2 separate regions of the Zea mays genome follow, and region 2 is linked to region 1. A link is a contact called in public Hi-C data. All regions are on one chromosome and are shown on one strand. Each heading gives the region's core, a stretch centred on a gene start, on an enhancer-like site or on the middle of the called end of the contact. The rest is flanking DNA. Distances are from core to core; before and after follow the strand shown. Region 1 holds the start of LOC103629684 (RNA-directed DNA polymerase (reverse transcriptase)). Region 2 holds the start of LOC111258522.

Region 1 (3,836 bases), core at 599-3,098:
TAGAGGTCCTAGATAGGACGAGTAAAGTAGTTTGACGGGAACACACAATGGTTTTTCACACAAACATTGTAAAAAAAATCTCAGAATTACCTTTCGATGTACTCGCAACTTCGTGTTGCTAAAGTACTAGCCATTTATCTCAAAGTTCGCTTCATGCCATTCAGCGACAAATAGCAATGTGCCAACATCTGGTTGAGCAATGTATGACTGAGATTCTAGCATTTATTCATCTGACAAGGTCTTATTGCTTACTAATAAAATTTCAATTTGTGATGTTTTCTGTGCCAAAAAAAGGCTTTCATGCATTAATATTGAATTTCTTCAGGTTACTTCGGGTAAAACTTTATGCAGTAGGAGAGAGCAGAGATTTAACCTATCTGTGTTTCATTGTATTTCGATTTAATTTCCCAGATTTAATATAGTTGTTATGGCCACTTGGCGATATATATAAATATACGATGCCACACAACACAATCAAACAAAATATAGAGTGAAAACAAAATTGTTTACGAAGGTTGCGCATAATGTGACTTTAGGGGCTTGAACGACACACCACAATCCACGCAAGTACAAACTCTAGCGTTCTGGCGTCAACGTATGTGTGGCCATCAGTGCAACAACAATACAACAAGCCTTTATAACAAGCGCAACAAGCGCAATTGTGGCTCGGTAGTCGGGGTACACAATAAGTCCACACAACGTGCACAACAGGTGCAACTGTGGCTTGATGATCATGACAGACGGACAGTGCCTGCAGGGCATACGAAAAATGTGTGACTCGACGATGGCGGTCCGACTCAACAGGAGCGGTCCGATTAAGCGAGACTACGGCATAGCAATCACATGACGCAGCCAATGTCATAACTCAGTCAATTAACAACGCAGTCTGTTCGGCATGTCTGAGTACCCATTATACAATTTAATTGCTCAATGTGAGTCCGAAAGCTCAAAGCGACACAAATACTTAGAGCAATTTGATTTATGCGTAGTATAACCACATGTATTTCAAATAATTTTCTGCTATTTACTACAGGAAATAAAACAGAAAATAATACCGAAATTAATACACGAACATAAACACATCGAGTGCAAAAAGGTATTTTCTCATTTTGAAGCATATATTATTTTTTTGCTAATTATTTACTACAGGAAATAATTAAATAAGGTAGAAATTGTAACATAAAACATGCTTCATTCTATTTGTTATTTATAACAGTAAGTAAATAGAATAGATAAATTATACCAAACTTGATTAATCTAAAAGGTTTTTTTTTGGAAAATCGTAAGGCCCTGAGTTATAAGTCTATTATTTTACTTTTTTCAACCAACAAGCTGCCATAGCCCTTTTTATTTCTTTGAACCGCTGTGCAAGCACGCACGTTTGTTTACGGCCATGCAGCCTCGCGACCAGGAAGAAGCCCCATGGAAAATCGACCTCGATCTTATCTAGCCAAAATGGAGAGGAAAGAAATGGTCCACGCGAAGGACCCGCTCGTGGGAAACGCCCACGCCATCTCCATCTTTCATAGGCTAACGGTACAGCAGTACAGGCACATAGGCTCCATGTGCACCATCGCATAGGCTTCGTACGGCTGCAAATTCATATCCGCATGCGGCCAGCCATGGTGAAGCCCACAAGCAAGTCGTTGCATGACACAAATTAGCTTTCCTCTTTTTTTCTAAGAAAGTCAACCGCCATGCAAGACACGACTCTAACCGCCATGCAAGGAAACGTTAATCGCCCAAAAGCCATGCAAGCCTATTTTTTTCTCCGTCTCTAACCGCCCAGCCACCAGAGCCACCCCTACTCCACCAGGGAGTGTCCTAGTCGCCGCATGGAGGATCTGTGCGCTGGGGCCTGGGGCTTGAGGGCGGCCCGCCGCTGGATCTACTCGCTGGGCTAGTGGGCGGTCGAGCCGCCATCAGATCTGACAGGCAGCATGCATACGGGCTCACAAGCGATATACGCGATGAACAGTAAATTGCAGATCCACTCAAAATTTCATACCGTGATTCCTGGTTCGACAAACGGGAACGAAGCCTGTCGCGTAGGACAGTTCGGCAAGGCCGGGACCTGCCGGCGTGACGGAGAGTCGGTGCCGATAGGATCCACGAGTCGGGGTAGAGCAGTGCTGATAACGTGTTGAGAACTACGTTGCCGCAGATCACCAGATCTGCTCCCTTCCCTCCCGTCAGCAGTAGAGGCACAAGAAGCTGTAGAGAACCCGTCTCCCTTCCCAGAAGCACGACAGAGTAACACACGAGACACAGGATATAGTGTTGGGCCATTGGCCTCTTTCTCTTCTTTGTATTATGAGGTGGTGTACAAGTTCCTTATATAGAGATGTGAAACCCCTCAGAGATAAAGCAGATATTTGTCCACATAACCCTAACTAGGGTTACTTAACCTAAACAAGGCTGCCCCATGCACGATAGTCGGGCCGTTCTCACTGCTCAGCCCAAATTGCGCACGCTGCCGCGTGCTCGCGCGTCGGCCCGTTCTCATTGTTCGGCCCAAATCGCGCGCTACGGTCCCTCATCCCTTCCCTGTCGACGCAGCCGCGCAGCGATCGGACCTTCCTCCCGCCCGGCCGCCGCAGCGAGCAGCACGTCCACCTTCTCCATCTACACGCCGCTCATGCTCCACCGCCTCGCCCACACCCGCGTGTGCCACTTCTTCATCATCCCCACACCCCGCGCGTTCTCCAACGCTCCCGCTGCCACTCCACCCGCTGCGCCGCCGCTCTCGGCCGCGGACCTCGAGCAACTCCTCCGCCGCTGTCACTACTCTGCCTCCAGCCACCGCTTCCACTCTCTTCTCCCCCTCCTCTCGCACCCCTCCGTCCTCCTCTCCTGCGCGCTCCACCTAAGCCACCGCGCGCACCCATCCCTCCCCGTCCCGCCCCAGCCCCCACCAATCACCATTGCCGCCGCTGCCGCCGCGTTCTCATCCCCATCATCCCACCTCCGCCTCCTCCTCCCGTCCCGCATCAAGGGCCAGCCGCTTCCCGTCCCCACGCTACCGCTCCGCCTCGCTTTGCGCTGCGCCGCCTCCGTCCTCGACGCCGTGTTCGCCCCGCGCGCAGCCACCTTCGCTTACCGCGGCCGCCACACAGCTGTCCGATACCTCAAGTCCATTCCCAGCGCGTCCTGGTTCTTCCGTGTCGCCATCCCGCGGCAGCCCTTCGCCCCTCGCCACGTTTGCCGTCTGCTCGGTGCCATCTCCAGTAAGGTCGATGATCCCGGGTTCCTGGAGTTCCTGAACGAACTGTTCGTCTCTGATGCGGTCGCATTTGAGCTTGGTGGTTGCGAGCTCGGACGCGGGCTGCCACAGGAATCAGAGCTCACTAGCACGCTAGTGAACATATTCTTCAATCGTGTGGATGGAGAGATAATGGCCCTCCGTGAGGAAGTGCACAAAAAACATCCTAGAATGAAAGATGACAGCGTTCGGCATACACCTGTGAGAGTATATGCGATTCGATATCTAGATGATATTCTGGTTGTGACGTCCGGGTCGAAGATGCTCACAATTGAGATCAGGAACAGGATAATTGCAGTCTTGGAGAGGGATTTAGAGGTGAGGGTGGACAGATTGGGGAGCTCAATCCACAGCGCTGTATCAGAGAAGATTGAGTTCCTGGGGATAGAATTCCAAGCTGTGCCACCGTCAGTGTTGCACCCACCCATGTCAGAGAAAGCAAAGAGAGCAAGGAAGAAGTATCTGAAGATGAAGGCGGAAAAGGCGCAGGAGCTGAAAAATGCACGGGAGACGAGGCGGAAGAAGCTTGGCTTGAAGATACTGAACCACTTGTCCAAGAGGATGAGGAGGGGCG
Region 2 (3,836 bases), core at 615-3,114, 530 kb after region 1:
GCTTTTTACAGTGATATATACCATTGGGATCTAACTTCATCCTTGTCTGCTTTTACAGGGATATACCATACTGTAGTTTCCCATCTAGCGTGTTTCTCTGTTATATTTTTTACTCACTCTCAAATGCTTAGTTCATTAGTTTAAATGGGCAAGAGATTTCGTGTCGTGTGGCCGAGTTGGAGGGTATGAATTATCTCTAAGCAAACAAATTAGCTGTTACAACCGCACTCTGCCTAGTCTGGTGACCTGTGAGCATCAACTCTCTATGCATAACACATCTGGTGAAAATACCGAACACCGACACATCGTCTGGTTCTCAACACGATCCACGAGAAGTAACCCTCGAAACATGACGAAAGTAGAACCCGGCAAGGATGAGGACGGACCCGAGTGTGGAGGCAACAAGGGGAATCGAATCCTCCACACATATGGGCGCAGCGCAGGGCATCTGAATCTGATCCAGCAGGGCCGTCCCAGCTCCTAACCAAATTCCCATCGTGCTTCATTCAGGTGCCCCCTTCCACGATATTTACGGAATCTACTCACTACGTACTAAGGAATCAGCATCGAGCTATCCATTTCATGCCCTCTCGCAAGCTAGTACAGTACGTGTTCTTCAGAGTTCAGACTTCAGGGCACCACGCGACCTGGCAAATGGCAGATTCTCCCCTGGGAAATTATCAATTGTCAGTTTGTCACTACCATTACCAGGCAGTAACGCCGGTGAGATCCAGCTCCGGCCGGGTTGCACTAGGGGGACACTGCCTCCTCAGCTCCCTGACCTCTAGGCTATTATGATCACGATCCCGTCTTGGGCGCATTTTTTGTTGCAACAAGCTAGGCAGTGAGGCTGGCAAACTACTTGTTGCAGGAAAGGTGACGCGCGAACAGAGTACGAGTGCCCCTGCTGGACTGCTAGCACAGCAATTGTGCATGGGCCATGGGCCATGGGGTCGACAGCTAGCACAGCAGGGGCAGCAGGGCCGGGCAGCATGGCCTATCAGGAACTCTGCTGCATTGTCTCACAATTCTCAAGTCTGAACCTCTGGAGATCACTGCTTTCTCTGGCCGATTCTTCTTCCAACAATAATGGCGAAGTCGGCAGATCAGAACTCGCATCCAAGTTTCTTCTCCCCCGGCCCATTAATTACACCCCCAGTCTCAACCAATCACGTCTACAATCTACACCACCGGCAGCTAAATCTAACACACCGCTCCAGCAAGAGGACTGAGAACCGGGACGACGACCAAAAAAAACGAACGATTCACTCGGCCAGCGCCATCGCGCTCGCGCTGCTCCGGCTCACGGTGCCGGCGTCGGCTCCGAGCTCCGCGACGGCCCGGCTGGCCGCGGGTGTGGCGAGGAAGGTGGGCCAGTCCTCGCCGGCCATGATGACCACCACGTGCTCCCGGACCCCCGCCGCCGGCCTGGCCGCGCCGGTCGCCGAGCCCTTCTCCCCGTCGGCGCCGGCGCCGGCGCCGCCAGCTTCTCCGGCGGCCCGCTGGTCGCGCCCCGCGTCGAGGTACCCGGACAGCTTCCAGTAGGAGCAGGCCAGGATGAGCAGCGCCAAGGCTATGAGCCCCAGCATCGCCGCCAGCCCGCCGAACAGGTACGGCACCGGCGACTGCCACGGGGAGTTGGGCGCCGCCATGGGCGCGCCGTGGCTCGTGGTCGGGAACGACTCCGCTCCTGGCCTCATCATGGCGCGGTGTAGTGTAAGCTGCTCGCTTGCAGTCTTGCACGTACGGTTGCACCCACCCACCGCACGTACGCCTAGCTGGTGACCTGGTGTTCTTCCCTTGCTTGCTGTCTTGTTATGACTTACGAGTTACGAGTGAGTTGGGGATATAGATCAGGAATGCTTTTGTTCTTGGAGGCGCTACGGAGACGGTGAGAGGGAACGGGGTCTATTTATAGAGACTCGTCAATGCAGAGAAGCTTACTAAGAAAATATATACCAGCGGTTTAAACTTTGCAAAACACACTTAACCGAATCACCCGACACCTATAACATTTATTAAATATATCAAACAAATTGCACACATATTTAACACACCATCAAAACCAACAGTTAGAATATTTTATAATTTTATCTCTCTTACTCACTTAAATTTAATAGACAATATTATTTGAATTACCCTTCATCCCTTTCATCCTCACTCTCGTTGTCGTAGGTGATCCCTCTCGACTCCTCCACAGGATCATAATGTTAGCGCGAGCTCTATATGTTAGTGTTTGTAAAGTTGATGTCAAGAGGGAAAAATAATAAAGGACCAATGGAAAAGGGTTTTATGTTGCCAAATGCTAACTTTGGCCTTACATTACGTATATGTTGGTGCTTAGGCAGATAAGATAAGATGGGTGATTCCTTGTCCTTTTAACTCGTATGTTAGTTAAATTGGGGGTGTAATTAACCAAACACCATGGCATGATGACTGATGAAACAGATAAGCAAGCTGGAGGCCTGAAGGCTTTGCGTATATAGTGTAGGATAAAACACACAAAGGGGGCTGATCTTGATCCTGATCCCCATGCTCTGCGCAGTTCGTGGTTTTGAAATCTGATCTGAAATAAAGGATCATCTTGCATTGCTTTTGAGAAAAAAAGAAGTTTGCACAGCTAGTACACTTGAGTAGTTTGTCGTACCAACTGTCGATTGGTTGCATTAATTGTTGCCCCCCCCCCCCCCCCCCCCCCCATCCGTGGATGGACACTATATATGCGGTGGCCCGAGGAAGAGGTCATCTACTAGAACTGTCCAGGAATGATTGCTTGCGCACTGATTATTTCTCTGAAAGGTTGTGCATTGATCATTGGCAGACCCCAAAACGAAAACCAAAAGCAATTAATAAAGTCATGTTTGAAAGTAACCCGATTTTTAATAAATCAGTTTTTTATCTTTTAGCTAGGAAAGACAAGTTTTTTGGTTTTAAGAAACTGAACATCTAATTTCTATAAATTAGATCGTACGAACCAGTTTTTTAAAAACTAGGTGCTTCTAAATAGGACCTAAGTTGATGAGAATGTATCCCAATGTTTATCTATCGTCCTAGCTTCGCCTCTTTTGCAACGACAGTAAATTAATATGGAGACCGAGATACGTTGGTACCAGCAAAGGGGGGCATTGCAGATGTGTCCTAAGTATATTATAGCTACCTAGCTGATCTAGCTAGATTAATTAAGTTACAGTACATCCGCAATATATGATTTCTTTTTTACACGCAAATTCATAATTCTTTATACTCCCTACATCCTAATCTATAATTTATTTGACTTTTTTTATCCGCTCGCCTCTCTATATATATTCATGAGTATATAATTCTCGCTGGACTGGCATGCAGTTTTGATTTCATTTGAGATACGTGAGGCGTTCAGTTTCCAGAAGTTATGTGCGTATGCGTGCATCTTAATGATAGCACAGGCCGGTTGTTAATGAGTTCAAGGTGATAAAGGTCATGTCCTTATCCTTAAGCGTCATTAGATAGTTAGCTACTAGCTTAATTAATTGATCCATCACTTAGTGGAGCTTTACCAACAACAATGTTGATTACGTCTGGCAGCTTTACCTACGAGCTAGCTAGCGTGACAGATTTGATGAGTGGAGAATTTGAAGCACGGCCCAATAGAATGATCTCTCTCTCTCTCTCTCTCTCTCTCTCTCTCTCTCTCTCTCTCTCTCTCTCTCTCTCTCACAGCATTCCTCTAAACAAACTTTATTTTAATAGAAACATATATTCCCTCACTAACCTTTTCTTCGTCGCAACTTTTTTGTTTGGGTTTATCCTTTTCGTTAACTTAAGTGTTATGCTCGTATTGATGCAATAAAGCTAGGGAC

Evidence for each region. A called contact is a pair of places that touch in the nucleus more often than the background predicts.
Region 2: a Hi-C map of ear shows a contact between it and region 1, with 2.0 times the contacts expected there. The contact joins the promoter of LOC111258522 here to the promoter of LOC103629684 in region 1. A contact is called at or near these places in 2 of 25 Hi-C or Micro-C datasets (ear and tassel).

The regions. Positions count from the first base shown.
Region 1 is chr6:104,650,833-104,654,668 of Zm-B73-REFERENCE-NAM-5.0, forward strand. LOC103629684 (RNA-directed DNA polymerase (reverse transcriptase)) reads left to right here and starts at 1,849. Exons shown (of 3, transcript XM_020539364.1): 1 at 1,849-3,836. The coding sequence starts at 2,426.
Region 2 is chr6:105,184,028-105,187,863 of Zm-B73-REFERENCE-NAM-5.0, forward strand. LOC111258522 reads right to left here and starts at 1,865. Exons shown (of 1, transcript NM_001357059.1): 1 at 348-1,865. The coding sequence starts at 1,703. The coding sequence ends at 1,266.